7 separate regions of the Mus musculus genome follow, and all the other regions are linked to region 7. Evidence: chromatin contacts called from public HiChIP or PLAC-seq and promoter capture Hi-C data. All regions are on one chromosome and are shown on one strand. The core of a region is the stretch at or near the end of the contact, and the rest is flanking DNA. Distances in the headings are between cores, read along the strand shown.

Region 1 (2,704 bases), core at 26-2,525, 1.4 Mb before region 7:
GCGGAATCATTTATCCAACATCGGAAGCAACAAGTTTCGCTTTTCTGGTCTCAGTGACCCCGCGGAGGGGCTGCGCACTGGGACACGGTGACGCTGCGCCCACTGTGATTCTAGCGTGTCCCAGCAGCCCAGAGGGAGGAGGGCACCCACGCCGGGTGGGGGAAGGAGCGGTGCGACACCGTGCAGGCCAGATGGGCTTACCAGCTCTGCAAATGAATTTTCCTGCACCAGGACCTTGTTCCTTGTTCCCCGACCTTGCTCCAGGGACCAGAAAGGTCAGGTGCGGGACAGGACTGGGCGCACCCAGACAGAACGTGGCCAGATCAAGAAAAGAGGTGAGAGTCTATGGAGTTTTGCAAGGAAGCCACCAATTTGGAGAAACATTTCCCCTTCGTTTTTGCAGTGTGTGTGTATGAGTGTGTGCTTTGTGTATGTGCGCGCACTCATTTCTTTCAAACATATATACACTTTTTTTTTTTTTTTTTTTTTTAATCCTGGGGTTGGAGAAAGCGGAGCCAGGGAGAGGCGGGGACCTTAGAGTAACGCTGTGCCGCGAGGTCTCCCGCGGGTGTAGACGTGGGCGGTTGCGGCTTTGGGCCAAATCTGAGCACCGGCAACTAGTGGGGCTTAGGGACCCGGCAACCGCGAGTAGGCCAGGGGTGCGGGGAGGAGCCCTGATGTAAGAATGTTAATGAGAGGCTCCCCCAGCCCAGCCCCCACCCCGCCCCACCCCCACCCACCCCACCCGTTGCAGAGACAAGCCCGGCCTCGGCGCGCCATGTGTGGTAACGCGCTGCGCCGCTGCCACGCTATTTAAACCCCGGCTATGGATCCAGAAAGCCGCGCGAATCAATGGGATCAAACGCGAAGGAGGTGCACCGTCAATTACAAGCACTTGGACAAGTTTAACTTTTTTTTTTCTTTTACAAATAAGGCCTTCAAACGCAACCTTAGCAACGCCCAAATAAGAAGCCACCTCTAAGCCAAATAGCCTATGTGCAAAGGGAGGGAGAATATATATATTGATAATAAGTCTATATGTATATTACAGACGCACAGGTTTACATTCTGTGAACTTTTTTCTTTCTTTCTTTGCTTTAAAATTTTTTTTTTTATTTTTTAAACCTAGGGACATTGTAGAGGAATCTTCCTATCTTTTGGCGAGTTACTGAAGGGGGTATTCTGTTTTCTTGGAGCGCCCAAGGGGGCGCAGGGACAGAGGAAAGAAAAGAGCTGGGAGGAAAAGGGCAGGGTGGGTGGGGGGCAGAGGGCGAGCCGGCGGCCAGGGCGAGCGCTTGCTGGCAACACGATGCGGTCCTTGCTGCTGTTCACTTTCTCGGCGTGCGTGCTGCTGGCCCGGGTGCTGCTGGCTGGCGGCGCGAGCAGCGGCGCCGGGGACACCCGGCCAGGCAGCAGGCGCCGGGCGAGAGAGGCGCTGGCGGCTCAAAAGATCGAGGTGCTTGTTCTATTGCCCCGGGACGATTCGTACTTGTTCTCGCTGGCCCGGGTGAGGCCGGCCATCGAGTACGCGCTGCGTAGCGTGGAGGGCAATGGCACCGGGAGGAAGCTGCTGCCGCCAGGCACTCGCTTCCAGGTGGCCTACGAAGACTCGGACTGCGGCAACCGCGCGCTCTTCAGTCTTGTGGACCGCGTGGCGGCGGCGCGCGGCGCCAAGCCGGATCTCATCCTGGGGCCCGTGTGCGAGTACGCGGCGGCGCCGGTGGCTCGGCTGGCGTCTCACTGGGACCTGCCGATGCTGTCCGCAGGAGCGCTGGCCGCCGGTTTCCAGCACAAGGACACGGAATACTCGCACCTCACGCGCGTGGCGCCTGCCTACGCCAAGATGGGAGAGATGATGCTCGCTCTGTTTCGCCACCACCACTGGAGCCGTGCAGCCCTGGTCTACAGCGACGACAAACTCGAGAGGAACTGTTATTTCACCCTCGAGGGGGTCCACGAGGTTTTTCAGGAGGAGGGGTTGCACACGTCTGCCTACAATTTCGACGAGACCAAAGACTTGGACCTGGACGACATAGTGCGCTACATCCAAGGCAGCGAGCGAGGTGAGCGGGAGCGGGACCAGGGGGGTCCTTGGCTCTGACTCAGCGGTTCTCAGTGGCTCTCCCCCAAACCCCACCAAGTCAATCTTCTGCAGACCCCACCCTTCCCCGTAACCCAAGGACCCGTGGAGGTCGCGCGGGGGCTTGTCCAAGTGTGAGCTGCCTGATCCAGGGACGGGTGGAGGATAGCCCATCGCGGTGGAAGGGGTGTGCCTACACAGTCTCGGGGAGGTGGATCTGGCCAGTCGAGGGAACGTCTGAGCCGCTTGCTAGCGCCATCCCAGGTATGACAGGTGTGGCTAAACACCAAGGGTTTTCCCCCTCTTCGACAGCTCCGGAGTCCCGTGAGTTCCAGGAATTCCCTACTCTGTCCATTGCAGTCGCGCGCCCCCTGGCAGGGCCACAGCGTCTGGGGACGCCCCAGCAGTCTCGCAGCTTCTTGACTAGCTGGGGGTTGGGACGCATCTCCTGGCTCCCCTGGCTGCTCTTTCCACTGACCCTAGGTCTCTTTTTAAAGCCTTCCTTTTAGATTCCTTCCATGCCCTTTCTAGTGTCTTACAAGCTTCGATACAAGCACCAGAAGTGCGTCGCCGTGTCTGAATTCAGGCGACTCTCACTTCCCCCGGGAGCTTTGGGCTTCGAAG
Region 2 (2,766 bases), core at 21-2,520, 1.8 Mb after region 7:
AAAAGATCACGGAGGGCTGAGGCTGACAAGAGACCGAAGATTCTCATTAAATTGTTAAAGTAGTGTTATGGTAGGAAGTTGTTACAATTGCTGCTAATTTGACAGGTCAGGCACTCTTACAACCAACCATTACTTTCCAACTAGCAGCTGTTCCAAAGCACATACATGAACAATTAAGTCTGGCAGGGAACTTTTTTTTTTTTTTTTAAAACATAGCTCCCTGGATTTGCTAATGAGGAACAAAATGACATATTTTGGTGTTTGGATGACAGACACGAAAACTGAGCAGACTTTGCGTGGGGATCTTAGGGAACCAGCAAATAGAATGTGGGCTGTGATCTTGGGTGTGTTTTCATGTTTCTAGTGAGCCGTTTTCCTTCACCTCAACAAGTTCTTAAAACTGAGGAGAGAGGGGTAAGTCACTCTCAACAACTCCTTTTTTAACTTGCAGGTTGTATATTTGTGCAGTCCGTTTTCCTTTTAAGAAAAATGGCAAAAAGCTAGGTATGGTGGCACACACCTTTAGTCCTAGCACTTGCAAGGCAGGGACAGGCAGGTGGATCTTTGAGTTCAAGGCCAATTCGGTCTGCAGAGTTGGTTCCAGGACAGCCAGAGCTACACAGAGAAATCCTGTCTTGAAAACCCAAAACCCAACTAACCAGCCAACTATACACCACACACACACACACACACACACACACACACACACAGGAAGGAAGAGAGAGAAAGAGAGAGAGAGAGAGAGAGAGAGAGAGAGAGAGAGAGAGAGAGAGAGAGAGATGGAGGAAGAGAACAGAAAAGGAGAGAGAGAAAGAACAAGAAAACAAAAACCAAGAGAACTTTCTAACTCCTGAAAACGGGGATGGGGGCACTCAGCATTCTTTAAACGGAAGCAATTGAATAGCTTACCTTTGGAAGTCATGAGTGTGCATCTGCACTCTTGGTCTTAAAACAGAGTTTACTTTCTAGTTTGGCAGCGATCCTGATTTTTTTGTGTTTCTTACCTTTTTCTGTCCGCAGAGCAGGCAGCCAGAGCCCAATCAGATTCCTTATATTGGAGTTTTAAACTGTAAAACAGGGGCATGTCTCACCTTGTGTTTTGAGTAACTTTATACAAGTTGAGAGGGCGGCAGTAAGCATTCTCCTCTCTATACTTAATTGTATTCAGGATCCTTCCAAGAAATTTCAGTTATGTCCCCAATGCTAAAGGGGTGGGGTGCTACAACAGTTGTGTGAGCAGGCAAAAGAACACCCTCTGACGTCCCCTGAAGGGGAGGCAACCTGAAATGAGGTAATTAAACGTGGCCTTGGAGAAGTCTCCCAGACGTTCTAATCCGGACTTCCAGCGTCCATGTGTGTGAGCGCTTTAGTTTTCGATTCTCTCAGGTCCTGATTTTGCGTTTCTAATATAAGTGAACTAACAAGGCGTGAACGTGGTCTACGGAGCAAAACAAAGCCATAAAGCGTGCTTCTGTGGTGCCAAGATTAATCAATATTCCGGGGAGCTCGGGCTCCCCCCTCCTCCTGCTGTTTTCATTTTCCCACTCCCCCTTTCCCCAGTACAGGCTCCTCCTCTTTTCTTAAGTTGCCTGATAGTAAGTGGCGGTTTCAGAGCACATGCATGTTGTCAGGGCCAGCCTGCTCCGCCGCTCGCTAAGCTGTTACTCCGAGCTACCTGCTGGGGAATTCACCTCCACGTAGCCCGGGGTGTCTTCCTCCCATCCCAGAGTCAGAAAAGGTAAGCGCAGCCTTCTGTAGCCCGCGGGGCTCAGTTTTGCGTCCCACTTTTCTGTTTGCTGAGCGCCGGAGTAAAGCTAGCCATATTGGTAGGTAAGGTCCTGTTCGGACCGAGAGCAGCCGGCGTGTGCTAACTATGCAAGCCCAGTCCTCTCTGGGTTTGAAATTCAGTCGATCGAGGTTGGGGGTGGGGGAGTAGACGGACGTTCGAGATCTAGAATAAAAATCAAGATTGAACGGGTGTACTTTAAGGGGAACTGGCGGGTTAAGGACATCAGAATTATTAGTTTAAAAAAAATCTGGACTCTCCTCTCTTTATCCCCCCTCTTTAAACTTTTAATCTAGTGTAAAGTATTAAATACACTGCAGGTCTTACTATCAATGATCTCAACCTACAATTTTATTTAAAAGTCAAAACTCTTAAGTCTTTTTTTTTCCAACCTTGGATTTACCGAAAGCCTGCGAGTTGCAGCTACCTCCCCCACAGATGCACACGCTGGCTCCGACTCTGCCAGATACACACGTCCACAGGCGCTGCTGATCATCGCCAAAGTCTAGGGCTTAGGATTCATGTACAGCGGCAGGAGGAAGCCCTTGATTGCCAGCAAGGAAAATGGTTAGGCGTTTGTATTTAAATAACCTAAGAGCACTTTAAAGAAACCAGAAACCACACGCTGTAATGTTTGGAATGAAAGCTGGCTTCTCTCCTCCTCTATCCCCAAAATCCTAAATTTCAAAATACGGAGACAGCAGTGAAGGTCTCCTCCTCGCATGGCTTGCGGGTTTGCCCTGAACACAGATGGTGCTTCATGCTCCTACCTTCTAATGATATGAAAATGGATTGTGATTTTAGATCATTTATAGATGTGCCCAGGGCAATATGCTAACTTCACAGGAAAGGTTTCCCTGTAAAAGCCTCAATTGCATTTCTACTGTCACCTGGGCACTTGTGTTCTTTTTATGGCCGTATTTACAAGTTAATTGGCTCATGTTTCTTTCTTTGTGAAGTCAATAAATGAAACCAAAGAC
Region 3 (2,700 bases), core at 123-2,622, 1.4 Mb after region 7:
CTACCGAAAGAACCTCCAGAAAACAGGTTAGAGCTTCTTAGGCCAGGGCCCACCGAGGCTTTATGGTGGCCCACCAGGGCCCACCGAGGCTACCTGCTTGTCTCCCTTAGTCCGGTGTACCGGTTGTCTGGGTCTTCAGCCGAGGGACTGCTCATCAGAAGAGTTAGGCAAAGGCAAATAGCTTCTGGTCTGGGAGCAAGCTGTGAGTCCAGGGCCTAGACGGCGAGTGCTTTAAAGCTCTGTGTGTGTGTGTGTGTGTGTGTGTGTGTGTGTGTGTGTGTGTGTCTACTTGAAGACCAAGGTCAACATTGGGTGACTGACCACCTCAGTAGTTCTCCATGTTTCTTTTTTAATGTTTCCTTGTATGTGTGGGTTTTCTGCCTGTATCCCATGTGTGTGCAGAGTCTGTAGCGGTATCAGACCTTCTGCAACTAGAGTTAACAGACCCCTTGTTGTCTCGTGTGCTCTAGGAACCAAACTCCTGTCCTTTGCCAGAGCAACAAGTGCTCTCAGCCACAGCTCCGCCTTTTGAGTCCTTCTACCTTATTTTATAAGACCAGGTCTCTCAGTGACCCTGGAGCTCATTGATATTGCTAGACTGGCAGGCAAGCATCTATTTGCCCAGTCCTGAGGTTATAGGTAAATGCTATGCCGCCTAGGTTTTTGGGGGGTTTTTCGTTTTTTTGTTGTTGTTGTTGTTCTTTTTTCACAAATGCTACAAATCAAACTCAAGTACTTTACTGACTGAGCCAACTCCTCAGTCCCAGAACTGTTTTTTTGTTTTGTTTTTTGGGTTTGTTTTTGGTTTGTTGTTGTTGTTGTTGTTTTGGTGTTTTGTTTGTTTGTTTTTTCCTGGAACTCACTCTGTAGACCAGGCTGGCCTCGAACTCAGAAATCTGCCTGCCTCTGCCTCCCAAGTGCTGCTCCACCACTGCCCAGAAGAACTGGTTTTACTAAAATAAAATTACTATGCAGACCCCAATGTAAATGTAGGTAAATACAATAAAGTCAGCCCTCTCAATCTATGGGTTCTGTATCCAGATTCAACCATTAACAGATCAAAAAATAATCAGGAAAAACTACTGTATCTGTATTGAACATCTAAGAACTTTTCTCGGCATGAGTCGCTGATCAGTTGAGTGTAACACACAGCATTTACATCATATTAGATATAAGTAAGCAGACAAGAAGATGTGCATAGTGACTTCAGTGCCCTTGGATTTGAGCATCCAAAAGGGAACCTGGAGTCATTCTCCCAGGGATACAAAAGCATGCCTTGACTGAGAAGTGGCTTTTATCTAGGAGCAAGCTTTGCTTACAAAGGAATGGTTTTGACAGTCTCAGGGCAGGTGTGCTGCTGCCATCTAGTGGTCAGCAGCCAGAACTGCTGCTGAACAGCACAGAAATCCAGCAAAATTGTCAACACTGTTAGGATTGAATAATCCAACTAGAAACCTGATAAGTTAGCATTTACACCTTCAACTTTTTAATTCATCTAAAAGACAATGTGGGTGAACACAGGCGTTTCAAGTCAGGTGGGGAATAACCATAGTGTTGGTCAAGCTGACACTTGGCTGTTTTTGTGCTCTGTGTGTAACACTGAGAGTCTTAATTTGTACAGCTAAGAGGTTGCAAAAGGAATGGTGTTTGTTGTTGTTCTTGTTGTTCTTGTTACTCCATAGCTCAGCCTTGGGCTAATATTCAATCTAGCTGCATGAAGCCAAATCAATTTAGGTACTAAAATCAACCCCGCCCGGTGTCTTGAGCGTGTTATTAGCTCACCCTGGGGAGAGGTAATTTACTTATTATGTTTAAAAAGATGTGAACCAAACATCTTGAAATGCATCCTAACACTTAGGTTGTATTTGGAAACTGTTTGTCTGGGGCTTGAGAAGAAGAAAGATCTGTCAGGCTAACATAATTGGTCTTCATGAGTGGTCTGAGATCTACATTTGAACCATTGTCATTGCAGGTGCCTGTCTTCAGACAGAGAGGCAGAGTAGACCTGTAAAACTGCAGCCATGTCTTGATTTCCTATCACTCCTTATGCGGTACTTCGACATTTTTCCCTTTAAACACTTTATATTCTTATAGAATAATTATATGGCTATTCTCAGAAATCAAGATGATATAAAAATACACAGAGCAAAACAGACACACCACGAGCAGACTTCCTGAATGCTATGAATGAAGCTAGAATGGAGGGAAGAGAGTAAGGCGGAGTGGGTAGGTCGCCTGTAGCAAGAAGGGACTGCCTTTGTATAGAACGGCCAGGGAGGACCTCTGATCCTATAAACACCTGAATACATAGAGGTTTGTGGAAGGACATTCTGGTGCAAGATGTGGTGACCAAAGAGAAGACCTCTTATCTAAATGAGAAATACGTAGGCGCTTGTGGGAGAACATTCTGGAGCAAAGGACCATGGGTACAAAGGCCTTTGGTGTGGGAGCTAACCTATGAGGTGGAGCAAAGGACCATGGGTACAAAGGCCTTTGGTATGAGGTGGTAGCAGAGGTAAGGCCGCCAACACAGTAGGAAGGAGCTGTGGCTATGCTGAGCGAGGCAGTGCTGTGACCTGACCTACCCTTGAAACTATGCACTCTGGTGCCACATTGAGAAAAGGCTGGAGGTGGGGGTGTTGGGGGAGGGGCAAACAGGGAGGACAGTTAGGAAACTAGGGTGGTAATGGCTGAGGTGCT
Region 4 (2,700 bases), core at 152-2,651, 1.9 Mb before region 7:
CGGCCATGTGTGCCTATAACCCCAGCACAGTGGATCCTGGGAGCTTGGTCACCAGGCATATGACCCTCCCCACAACACACACAAATAAAATTACGTTAATTCTTTAAATTATTTTAGAATTTACAATACAATTACATCTTTCCCCCTTTCCTTTCCCTCCCTCCAAGCCATCCCATACACTCCCCTTGCTCTGTTTCAAACACATGGCCTTTTTTTTCATTAACTGCTGTTATTTACACTATGCATAAATACATACATATATTTATTTTTTTAATGACAAAATACTTTTATAGGTCTGTGGACCAGTGCTAGAGATTTAGCTCAACTGGGAAGTTTGCCTATCCCAGATGTACAAACATAAACCAAGGATGGTGGAAGTGCCTGCAATCCCAACCTGGCACTGCACTCTAGGAGTAGAAGCAGAAGGATCATGATAAGTTCCTGGACACGCTCAGCCACAGAGCTGGAGGCCAGCCAAGGGTGCTGGAGACCCTGTCCCAATAATAAACAGTGTGTCAAAGTACTTGCTACCCCAATATATAGTAACTCCAGAAACCACATGGTGGAAGGAGAGCCAGCTCTCACAAGTTGTCCTCTGACCTCCAGACAGCACCCCACCCCCCACATCCACATACAAATAAATACAGAAGATATTTTCTTAAATAATTTTTAAAGGTTGTAGAAACCTGCCCTAGCCACCTTCTGTGAAGATTCTGGCCTTGGAAAGTAATAAAGATTATTTTCTTTCCCTAAAAAATAAAACACCAAACAAAGAGGAAATAAGATGATCAAAATGTGGGAAGAACTGATTACAACAAGGGCCAGAAGAGGCCAGGCTCCTCACAAGCTTTCTCTTCTGGAAACAGAAGGCATAAGGAAATAAGACTTACTGCCTGCCAACCACACCCATCACTTTATACAACACAGCTGCCATAGAAGTCACTGATTTTGAAGTTTGGGGCTTCTGATACCTCCAGAGAGTGAACAGTATTCCAGAGAAGAGAAATAATGGAAACAACCACAGACTCTGGGCTTACATCTAGGGAAAAGAAACCAAAATACTTGAGGTTTCCAGATTTCCTAGCCCAGATGGTCTGGGATTACAAAAAAACAGAGGGGAGGGGGATACTTTTTTACACACACAGACACAGACACAGACACAGACACAGACACAGACACAGACACAGACACAGACACAGAGAGAGAGAGAGAGAGAGAGAGAGAGAGAGAGAGAGAGAGAGAGAGAGAGGCACAGAGACAGATTGATTCAGTGAAAAGGCATAGGTAAGTAGCTGAATGAGTCAAATATTCACTAAATTATCATGTCCAGGATGGTCAGGAACTTACGGCAATAGTGGAAGCTGGGCTCTGTGGCAGAGCACTTGCCTAGTATGCTCAAGGTCAGAGTTTGACCCTCAGCACTGAAAGAGAGTGAAGAAGAGGGAGTATCAGGAGCCAGCCAACAGCATTTGTTTCAGCCTAAGTCCTTTTTAATTTTTATTTATTTATTTATTTATTTATTTATTTTGGTTTTTTGGTTTTTCGAGACAGGGTTTCCCTGTATAGCCCTGGCTGTCCAGGAACTCACTTTGTAGACCTCGAACTCAGAAATCCGCCTGCCTCTGCCTCCAGAGTGCTGGGATTAAAGGTGTGCGCCACCACGCCCGGCTCTAAATCCTTTTTAGCCCTTAGGTCCTATAACAGGTTATGAGACAGACCACAAATAGAGGTCTGTTTTGCCCAGGAAACAATGAGGTCTAAAAATTCAAAAACATTTAGTCTAGTTCTCCCAAGGAGGAGTCAAAAAAGACAAAGCTACAAGTCAAAACCATGGGTAGTTTGTGTTGGTTACTTTGTCAATTTGACACAAACTACAGCCACAAGAGAGAACCTAAATTGAGAAAAGGTCCCCATAAGATTATCCTATATGCAAGCCTGTAGGGTACTTTCTTGATAGATGATTGATGTGGAAGGACCCATCCCACTATGGGTGATGCCGTCTCCAGCAGGTGGTCTTGCATATATAAGAAAGTAACTGAGCAAGCCAGGAACAAGCCAGCATCCCTGTGGGCTCTGCTTCGGTGCCTGGTTACATTTTCTATCTTGACTTTCCTTTATGACAGACTACAACTATAAGCTGAAATAAATCCTTTCCTGTCCAAATTACCTTTAGTGATGTTTATTTGTTTAAATCACAGCAACAGAAATATAACTAGGACAATAGTCCCATGGCTCCTGATCTGAGGGTTCTTCTCTAGTCCCTAGTCTACACCTTCTGTTTTTCTCTGAAGTTGGTATCCAATCATACCCAAATCATCTGGAGTGCTGTCTCCTATGTATACTGATTGTCCCTTAAAAGCTAAAAATCTAGGCTGGTGAGATGGCTCAGTGGGTAAGAGCACCCGACTGCTCTTCTGAAGGTCCGAAGTTCAAATCCCAGCAACCACATGGTGGCTCACAACCATCCGTAATGAGATCTGACTCCCTCTTCTGGAGGGTCTGAAGACAGCTACAGTGTACTTACATGTAATAAATAAATAAATAAATAAATCTTTAAAAAAAAAAAAGCTAAAAATCTTAGAAACCTCAGCACTTAGCAAAGGAACTGATACATGAATGACATATTTTGATTAACTGAAAATACGAATTACCAGTTAAACTTGTTTAATCTCAAAAACTGGCAAATCCTACTCAATAACT
Region 5 (2,700 bases), core at 98-2,597, 1.7 Mb before region 7:
TCTACCTGCACACAGACAGATTGCAGAAGCTAGGCATGGTCGTACTACCTTGAGTTCTAGCATTCGGGAGGCAGAGGCAAGCAGAGCTCTGTGACTTCGAGGCCAGACTGCTCTACATAGTGAGTTCCAGCACAGCCAGGCTACATAATCGAGAGACAAACAAACAAAATTGCAAAAGCAGGGAAAAAAAAAACCGCACACAACTTTCACAAATCGAAAATGAGAAGGAGTCTACTAAAAGGTAAGGAACGACTGCTCCAGAAGTCTTCAACATGCTCTAGTTCTGATCTCTTCAATGTCCTCCTCATTCACGGAACTCCAGAACTGGCAGCCTTCCCTGGGGCCGTCCAGGACTCCTTACCTAGACCTAACGTCCTCTAACGTCCTGACTGAAATACCACCTTTGCAAGAATGAAAGGATTCCTTGTCCCCACCATCTTCTAAGTACTATACAATTAATAATCGCATATCGTTGACTGTTTGTTTCTTTTTACATAAGCTCCCAAGGAGCTCGATCTTTGTTCTGTTCACTGATACTTAGCACAAGCTTTCCAGGATCGTACCTGGCACACAGTAGGAGCGCAGAAAGTATTTCCCGAGTGAATGCACTTCTCGACTAGAATTGCAGTTTGGAAGGGGGGAGATGAAATGGGAAGAAGCGGGAGGAGGATGCTCTGGGCAGACACCGAAAGAGGCCAAGGCCGACCCACATACAGCAGCGCGGACGCAAAGCAGTGCACCACCCGCGACAGAGACGAACTCTCAGGACTCGCGGAGAAAAGTCCCGGGCAGAGCACACACACCGGGCTGCGGGCTGCCGGGGGAACCCCGTCGGGTTCCCGACCACGCAAGCTTTCTCTTCCCTTCCCGGATACCTGGGGCGCCGGAGCCGCCGGACCTCCCGGGCTCCGGCTCCCGCCCACAGGCGCGGTGGCGAGCGACAGGGCCCTGCCCCAGCACCTGCCCGGCCTGCCGCAGGGGTCCGGGCCGCGGCCAGCCCGGGAGGCCCCAGAGCGCCCCGCCCGGCACCCCGGCAGGAAGCGCCCCTGCCCCGGCCGCTCCACCCGCCGCCGCGCTCGCCCGGCGCACTCTCACCTCAGGGCGTACGTACGACACGAAGGAGGGCTTGGGCGCCTTGGTGCCGCCGCCACCGCCGACTCCCCCTTTCCCCAGCATCCCGCCGCCTTGCGAAGCAACGAAGCCGAAGCGCGGCGACAGCAGAGGCGGCGGCTCCGGCTCAGGTTCCGGCAGCGGCGGCGGCCACCAGCACCAGCGGCCGGGGCTCCGCCCATCCCTAGGGCCGCGGCGGCGGCAGCAGTACCGCCCGCATCCGGCTCCGCCGCTGACACCGTTCGCTCCGCCCAGGCCACGCGCCCCGCCTAGCGACCGTGGGACACGCCCACCGCCGCTCGCTCTGCTCCGGCTGAGGTCCCGCCCACAGCATGGGACTGGCCACGCCCACCCCTTGTTGGCCGAGGTATTTGCTCTAGCCAATGCGGAGAGCGTTCTCTCCGGGCTTCCCCACGATTGGCTAGCGAGAATGTCGCCATTTGCCCAATGGTCCTGCCGTCGCTAAGTTGTTGCGGGCAAGTCGTTCTACCCATTTTGCTTCTTTTACTGGCCAGCAGCTTTGAAATTCAGCTTGCTGAACAGAATGCCTCCGCAGAAGCTTCAAAACCACACCGACGACGTTCAGACTTTAGACGAATGAAGAGAGACAGAGCGGATAGGAACTGACTAAAGTGACGTAAAATGTTGTGTTCAACTTCAAACTTCTTTTGTTTGTCGCTTGGTTTCTAACTGGTAAGATATCAAAAGCCCTTAAGACTTATCTGCTCTCCCAAGTTATCGACAAACCTCTCATATTAAGCCAAGATAGCAAATAAAACACACACACACACACACACACACACACACACACTATTCATTTCTATTCATTTGAATTCCACCTTTGGGGCACTTGCCTCGCGTGAGCAAGACCAAATTGAATTCTCCCTGTGGAGCATTGTGTTAGAAGAATAAGATACGATGCAGCTCACCCGAAGTTGTTCCATCTACTGTGAAAAGCCAATAAACATTTGCAGTTAATTTTTCAAGTGTCAGGCACCTTGCTATGCCTTAGTCTGACCAACTGCACCACCCCCTTGTATTTCTTTTAAAATTCCCAACTAAGTACTACAAGTGACACGGAAGGGTGGTTAGTGCACACCTGCTATTCCAGCACCTGGAAGGCCAGACAGAAAGATAGTGAATTTGTGGCCAGCTCGGACTACTTAGGAAGTCCCCAGGCAACCTAGATCACAAATAAGACCTTCCTCTCAAAACCTAGCAATTAACTGTGCTTTTCCACGTTGGTTCCCAGGAAGGAGAGGTGACCTCTCTGATTCCGATATGCCAGACAGATTCTGTTGCTTTTGTTTCCAGGATCTGACCCAACCCATAAACAGAAATGCTGGCTTTTGATAGAAATTCACCAAGCAAATGTCCCTTTCTGCCGGCCGTCAAGCTAACGTTAAGTGTTACTAGATCACCCTGATCTTTAACATCTGCTGAAGGTCAAGCCCTGTTGTAATACGACTCTGAAAACTTGACACTGTCTCTGGGTCTGTACACTTCCCAGGAATGGGAGCCAACAAAAGAAACGTTTTAAATACCAAAAAACCAGCTGGTTTGCCACCCTCTTCTGATTGTGTCCGTCCC
Region 6 (2,700 bases), core at 63-2,562, 1.6 Mb before region 7:
CCCCGGGCGGGGCGAGGGGCAGGGGGGAAGACCTCAAAGGAGAACCACCGGTCCACTTGGAGCCGTCCTCAATGGCTCCAAAGGCTACACACGCATCATCTACCCTAGGAACTTCGCACATCTTTTTCGGTCTAACAGCTAAACGATTCACAGGTGGTTGGCATATTAACATCTCCGCGAGCAAGAAAACCCAAAGGGAATGAGATGGAGGCGATGACGCTGGCAAAGTGGCAGTTAATCTGAGGGGCTGGGGGCAGGGGGGTGGTTGGTGGCGTCGGGGACCCAGGGCCAAGGGAAGGTACCGACAAAGACCTGCTGTGTGATCTGGGCTCCGGGGGCGTCGCGGTAGAGGCCGCTGACTCCGCACTCCGCGCGAGGCCCCTCGGCTCACTCTCTCTCCATTCCCCGAGCCAAAGGGAAGATAAGAGGTGGGGGGGTGACAGGGTGGAGGCGGGGACCCGGGAAGCCGAGGGGCCGCAGCGGGCGGCTCGGCTCCGCTCCAAGGCCGCGGGAGGCCATTTTACCTCCGGGGCCGTCCAAGGCCCTCCACGTCCCCAACCCCTCCGCAGTCATCCCTCCCCCGTCTCGGCCCCTCCGGGGGCCGCTGTCCGCCGGAGCCGGAGGCCGAGTGCGACACGGCAGGGAAGGGCGGGTGTGGGGAGGGTGCGGGGGGCTCCCGGCCGCGCCTGCCGCGGGGACCCGGGCTCTCGGGGCGGTGCGGCGGGGGCGGGGGCGGATGCGGCCGCGGGGCCGGAGCGTCGGCGGGAGCCGGACCGCGGGGCGCGGAGGGAAGAGGAAAAAGGGAGAAGGCGGGGAGCCGTTACCTATACTGGGCCGCAGCCGCCGCCGCCGCCGCCCCGCTGTGGGTGAATCCAAAGTAGTTGCCGGTCGCCATTTTGGCATCTTCCCCCAGCCGGCTGGGCACTGCGGCGGGCACGGAGAGTCAGGTCCCATGGCGGGAGGGCAGCCGTCAAGGGGTCGGGGTGCCGAGGGATGGCAAGGGAGAGAAAAGGGGCCGTGAGAAGCCGCCCTGGCCGGCGGGGACCGCGGCCGCGCCGCCGTCCGCCTCCCTCCCCGCACTCCCTCACTCACTCGCACGCCCGGGTGGCGGCCGCCGCCTCCTCCCCGGAGCTGGCCCCAACCCCCGCGCCTACCCGCCGCCCAGGGCCGGGGCAGGGCATGGCAGAGGCCTCCACGGGCCACATTTAGACTCACCATAGGTGAAAGAAACTACAGGGCATATGGGAATCATGGGCTCGGGCTGCTGCTGCTGAACTCTGAACTCTCACCCGCTGCCTCCCTCCTCTGCCCCACTCCTCCTCAGCGGAGAACAGACCGCCGCCGCCGGCCGCACCGCGCAAGCGCGCTAGTGCGATGCATCCTGGGAGATGTAGTCCTTACGCCCCGCGCCAACCCCCCCACCCCCCACCCGGGGGCTGGCGCAGGGCCCCCCGAGGAGCGGATTTCTGGGGTGCGGATGTGGGGTTCTCTCGTGGGACTACGGGCCCGGCCTTATCCTAAGCGATGGTGACTCGCACCCGCTGCAGGGAGGCTACAAGGCGGAGGAAGAGCGCCTCGCTCGGCCGCGGGGGAGTCGGGCAGCGTGACCAGATAGCGTGACGTCTGTTGGCCTTTTCGCCGCCTTACTTTTTCACCGGTTTCCTTTACTTTTGCGGCTGCGTTTGTTCTCTCTTTCAGCCCTCCTCTCTCCTTTAATTTCCATTAACATTTGAGCTGGCCTAATTCCTGTTGCTTGTCACTGGCCTTTGGAAAGGGGAGGAGACAACGATGGGGGGGAAAAGAGCAGAGGAAGTGCTGCACCAAGCATCTGCCCAGAACCCTGCCTGTCACAGGGGTCACACATTTTGCCAAGACCCCGCCCCACCTCACAGACAAGGAGCCTTTCAGGGTCATGTTGGCGGCCCCCAACAAGGTGTTGGGCGTTGTAGATGCCAGAAACGAAACGTGACATGTTGTAGGAGCAAAACAAAATCCCTGTTCACATGGAATTTTTGTTCTGGGAAGTCTTATGACACACTAGAGCCAAAAACATAGAAAATGTGGTGGGTGGGACTGGAGTATTAGGAATAAAAACAGGACAATGAAGATAAGGGGAGTTCGGGCGGTTAGGGCAAGCCCTGGAATAGAGACCTGACAGAAGCAAGAAAACCACCCAGGTAGCTACCTGGAGGAAGGGCAGTGGAGAAGTCTATAGAGTATCAAGGAAGTCACTCTGGCTAGAACTGAGTGCGGGGATGACCAGTTCAAATGTCTTTGTGAGAGTCTTAGATTTCCTGGGTAGAGGGGCATACACCTATAAATCCCATCATTGGAGAGGCTGAGACAGGAGGATTTCCCAGAGTTCTAGACCTGCCTACACTACAGAGGGAGACAGTGTTTCAAAATAGAAACTACCCACCTATTCACTCCTTACCTGAGCTTCAAAAGAGTGCCAGGTCTCCCTGGGTCAGGATCAATACTTTATAAATAGTTCTTTACTGCATGCAACTGTGTCTTCATTACAGATGCTTTAGTGTTATCTCTGTATTGTCTCAGGCCATTTTCAGTCACACCTCCCCCACCTCCACCCCCCCCCCCCCCGCCCATTTCTTTTCTACTGCTAGGGATGGAGCTGAGATGACCTGAGCTAGCGATCGTTCTCTCTCTCTCTCTCTCTCTCTCTCTCTCTCTCTCTCTTCT
Region 7 (2,757 bases), core at 40-2,539:
AAAATTATTTTATTTTTTTAAATCAGAAAGCTGGTTTTAAACTCATGGCAATCATTTTTGTTTTGGTCTCCCAGTTGCTGGCAATCACAGGCATGAAACATCATCTCTAGTCAGGCAACTCAGTCTTCTAGAGTTTGCAAACAAAAGCACACAGGGAGGAAGAAAAAAAAAATGTGTCCACCCCCACCCCACCCCACCCTCATCAAGGAAAGTTCTCAGGAGAGGAAATGCTTTATATAAACTTTTTGTTGTTTTGTTTTGTTTTGTTTTTCAAGACAGGGTTTCTCTGTATAGCCCTGGCTGTCCTGGAACTCACTTTGTAGACCAGGATGGCCTTGAACTCAGAAATCTGCCTGCCTCTGCCACCCAAGTGCTGGGATTAAAGGCATGTGCCACCACCGCCTAGCTCCTCTTTTCTTTTTAAGGTCTTGTCTTAGCAAGGCTGGATGTTAAGACATTTCACAACACTGGTTAGTTGATGTTTCTTTATGACTTATTCTTAGGAAGAGTACTTGTTATGATGTGGACATTTTCTGCTTAATATATGTGTAAAAGAACCTAGTCTGGCTGTGGAGGCCAGTAAGCCCAGCACTTGGGAAGCAGAGACAGGATCATGAATTTAACTCATTATTCAAGCAGGCCTTGAATTCACAGATAATTGAAGGTGTGGTTCGGAATTCCTGAATAAACTGGCCTCTGCCTCCTGGGTGGAGGCTGGGATTAAAGCTGTGTTCTTCATACCGGGCACCTAGCCTGGCTTTTGGTACGCTACCTTTAAGATGCTTTAAAAACTGATTTAGGCAATGACCTTATTTACTGTCCCTTATTATGCATTATCAGGCAAGATGGGGGGGGGGGGGAATTAAGAGATCCTAGGAAGTGGTAGCTGAAGAGAATTGAAAAGATGGTAAATCCCGGTGTGTTTCCACCACGAACTTCTGGCTGAAACTCAGCACTTAACTCCTTGAAGCTCCAGTTGCCTCGTCTGCAGAGAACTAATCCGAAGGTCCGGAAGGTATTTCCCAAACTACTTCCTTATCAAGCCTACCTTGCCCTGCCTTCAGGCCGGCTAGGAGTGCCACCCAAACAGCCTACTGTGTCCCTCACAATGACTCTCGGCGTGGCTCCCCCGCCCAGCCTCCCCTGCCCAGGCCCCGCCTCCGCGGCGCGCCGCTCCCCCGGAACCCAGCCCAGCCCCCGCCCATGCGGAGCTGTCGGCGCCGCCCCCTCCGCGCGCCCGCGTGCCGCAGCCCGCGTCGTCCACCGCCGCGCGCCTCCGCCACCCCGCGCCGCTGCCGCCGCCGCCGCCGGGCTCGCTGGCTGGCGGGCTGCTGGCGCCGGGCTCCCGCCGGAGGAGAGGACAGCCAGCGCCGCCGCTGCGGCTTCTGCCCGGGCCCGGGCGTCGGCCCCGCCCCGGGCCCCGGCCCGGTGTCCAGCCCCGCCATGAAGTGTCACTACGAGGCGCTGGGGGTGCGGCGCGACGCCAGCGAGGAGGAGCTCAAGAAGGCCTATCGGAAGCTGGCCCTGAGGTGGCACCCGGGTAGGTGACCGGCGGGCGGGGACCCAGCCGGCCGACCCCGGGCCTGGCGGGGCGCACGCCGTGGGGACGGCGGGGCCCTGCCCGCACCGCCGAGGGGAAGCGGGCTCGGCGCTCAGCCGCCTCCGGCTCCTGCGGCCGGGCTGCCGGCCCCTCACGTCGCCCGGCCAGCCGGGGGACAGGCTTTTAAACAGGCCCGCTCGCGCCCGCCTTCCCAATGCCCAGGCTCCCGCAGACCCGGCCCCGCACGGGACACGAGTTTGCCACGGCGGGAGACCTGGGCGAGGTTCCTTAGGAGTTTGCTTCCCCGGCATGGTTGCTGTGGTTGTGAAACGGGTCTGCGGGACTTTTGGCGAAGTCTCTTCATCTACCAGGCTTCGAAACTTCGGAGTTGAACCCCGTCTGTTTGGGAGTCCCGAGGCTCAATCCCGCCTCTCTGGGTACTGGGAATTAAAGCCAGCGCCGCGCACCTGCTGCCAGGCGCTCCAGCATCCACAACACCGCCCCTGGTTTTTTTTTTAACGAATCACTTTTGAGATGGGGTCTCTCGCTACGTTGCCAAGGTAGCCTTTGAACGAGTGATCGTCCTGCCTCACCTTACCAAGTAAATTACATGCAATTACTTGGGATTACTGTCCATTGCCATCAGGCATGGGTGATTTTACATACTTTTTTTTCTTCGTGACTGGTTTACCTGTTTTTTGTTGTAGTTGTGTTTTAAGAATAGTTTCGGTTTACCTTTAAGCTGTTCTTACCAGAGTCTACAGAAGATGGATAGTCATATAAATGACTAATAAGTTTGGAGTGTTTGTTTGTTTGTTTAAAGGAGGAAAAAACGCCATATAACGCAAACAAGTTGAAGCTCAGTTTTTCTCATCCCTGTCGAGAAGATGCAAGTCACATGCATGAGGGTATAATATGTAGATTTTGGTTTTTTGTTTTGTTTTTAGCTGGTTTTTTGTTGTTGTTGTTGGTTTTGGTTTTGGTTTTTCGAGACAGGGTTTCTCTGTGTAGCCCTGGCTGTCCTTGAACTCACTCTGTAGACCAGGCTGGCCTCGAACTCAGAAATTCACCTGCCTCTGCCTCCCAAGTGCTGGGATTAAAGGCGTGTGCCACCACTGCCGGGCTATATGTACATTTTGAAATGCTAAAACAGGGACTTCAGTCTTGTTAGGAAAACAAGCCTTGCACATATGGACGCAAACTATTTGTCTGAGTAA

Evidence for each region. Promoter capture Hi-C pulls out the DNA fragments that hold promoters and counts their contacts. HiChIP or PLAC-seq counts read pairs in DNA pulled down with a chosen protein or histone mark. Capture Hi-C pulls out chosen DNA fragments and counts their contacts.
Region 1: a promoter capture Hi-C map of hippocampal neurons shows a contact between it and region 7, with 2.7 times the contacts expected there. The contact joins the promoter of Npr3 here to the promoter of Dnajc21 in region 7. A contact is called at or near these places in 1 of 39 promoter capture datasets (hippocampal neurons) and 1 of 115 datasets of contacts at active chromatin or transcription factors (embryonic stem cells).
Region 2: an H3K27ac HiChIP or PLAC-seq map of embryonic stem cells shows a contact between it and region 7, with 4 times the contacts expected there. The contact joins the promoter of Slc1a3 here to the promoter of Dnajc21 in region 7. A contact is called at or near these places in 2 of 39 promoter capture datasets (cranial neural crest and hippocampal neurons) and 1 of 115 datasets of contacts at active chromatin or transcription factors (embryonic stem cells).
Region 3: a contact with region 7 is called in a promoter capture Hi-C map of liver, with 4 times the contacts expected there. The contact joins the enhancer-like site here to the promoter of Dnajc21 in region 7. A contact is called at or near these places in 17 of 39 promoter capture datasets (the 3T3-L1 cell line, 3T3-L1-derived adipocytes, the C10 cell line and 12 more), 1 of 15 datasets of contacts at CTCF or cohesin (large pre-B cells), 6 of 484 Hi-C or Micro-C datasets (the Ba/F3 cell line, Th2 cells, adipose-derived mesenchymal stem cells and 3 more), 13 of 115 datasets of contacts at active chromatin or transcription factors (the 230-238 cell line, the SCID.adh cell line, acute myeloid leukemia and 7 more) and 2 of 9 other capture datasets (embryonic stem cells and macrophages).
Region 4: a contact with region 7 is called in a promoter capture Hi-C map of liver, with 6 times the contacts expected there. The contact joins the enhancer-like site here to the promoter of Dnajc21 in region 7. A contact is called at or near these places in 3 of 39 promoter capture datasets (hippocampal neurons, liver and pre-B cells) and 1 of 9 other capture datasets (macrophages).
Region 5: a contact with region 7 is called in a promoter capture Hi-C map of liver, with 4 times the contacts expected there. The contact joins the promoter of Mtmr12 here to the promoter of Dnajc21 in region 7. A contact is called at or near these places in 5 of 39 promoter capture datasets (the 3T3-L1 cell line, hippocampal neurons, liver and 1 more), 1 of 115 datasets of contacts at active chromatin or transcription factors (astrocytes) and 1 of 9 other capture datasets (liver).
Region 6: a promoter capture Hi-C map of liver shows a contact between it and region 7, with 2.9 times the contacts expected there. The contact joins the promoter of Zfr here to the promoter of Dnajc21 in region 7. A contact is called at or near these places in 4 of 39 promoter capture datasets (hematopoietic stem and progenitor cells, hippocampal neurons, liver and 1 more), 2 of 484 Hi-C or Micro-C datasets (CD4 T cells and embryonic stem cells) and 1 of 9 other capture datasets (liver).

Annotation. Positions count from the first base shown.
Region 1 is chr15:11,904,245-11,906,948 of GRCm38.p6, reverse strand. It overlaps Npr3 (natriuretic peptide receptor 3), which reads left to right and starts at 1,275. Exons shown (of 8, transcript NM_008728.2): 1 at 1,275-2,063. The coding sequence starts at 1,310. Gm5144 (predicted gene 5144) reads right to left here and starts at 424. Exons shown (of 2, transcript NR_131059.1): 1 at 1-424.
Region 2 is chr15:8,709,311-8,712,076 of GRCm38.p6, reverse strand. It overlaps Slc1a3 (solute carrier family 1 (glial high affinity glutamate transporter), member 3), which reads left to right and starts at 1,270. Exons shown (of 10, transcript NM_148938.3): 1 at 1,270-1,738. Gm31340 (a long non-coding RNA gene) reads right to left here and starts at 1,051. Exons shown (of 5, transcript XR_383822.2): 1 at 1,005-1,051.
Region 3 is chr15:9,118,878-9,121,577 of GRCm38.p6, reverse strand. Skp2 (S-phase kinase-associated protein 2) reads left to right here. Exons shown (of 10, transcript NM_013787.3): 7 at 1-26. Among named protein-coding and RNA genes, the nearest start is that of Skp2, 20 kb to the left of the region's middle. Within about 2 kb of position 1,372, at least 14 of the 459 cell types and tissues checked have an H3K27ac peak or open chromatin away from gene starts, as enhancers often do. A contact at or near this core is called in bone marrow-derived macrophages, hepatocytes and liver, where this site is marked.
Region 4 is chr15:12,329,297-12,331,996 of GRCm38.p6, reverse strand. All of the region lies in intron 1 of Golph3 (golgi phosphoprotein 3), which reads right to left. Among named protein-coding and RNA genes, the nearest start is that of Golph3, 9.2 kb to the right of the region's middle. Within about 2 kb of position 1,401, at least 13 of the 459 cell types and tissues checked have an H3K27ac peak or open chromatin away from gene starts, as enhancers often do. A contact at or near this core is called in liver, where this site is marked.
Region 5 is chr15:12,203,675-12,206,374 of GRCm38.p6, reverse strand. It overlaps Mtmr12 (myotubularin related protein 12), which reads right to left and starts at 1,347. Exons shown (of 16, transcript NM_172958.4): 1 at 1,096-1,347. The coding sequence starts at 1,176.
Region 6 is chr15:12,116,463-12,119,162 of GRCm38.p6, reverse strand. It overlaps Zfr (zinc finger RNA binding protein), which reads right to left and starts at 1,312. Exons shown (of 20, transcript NM_011767.2): 1 at 1,216-1,312; 2 at 825-924. The coding sequence starts at 1,252.
Region 7 is chr15:10,469,048-10,471,804 of GRCm38.p6, reverse strand. Dnajc21 (DnaJ heat shock protein family (Hsp40) member C21) reads left to right here and starts at 1,289. Exons shown (of 12, transcript NM_030046.2): 1 at 1,289-1,540. The coding sequence starts at 1,444.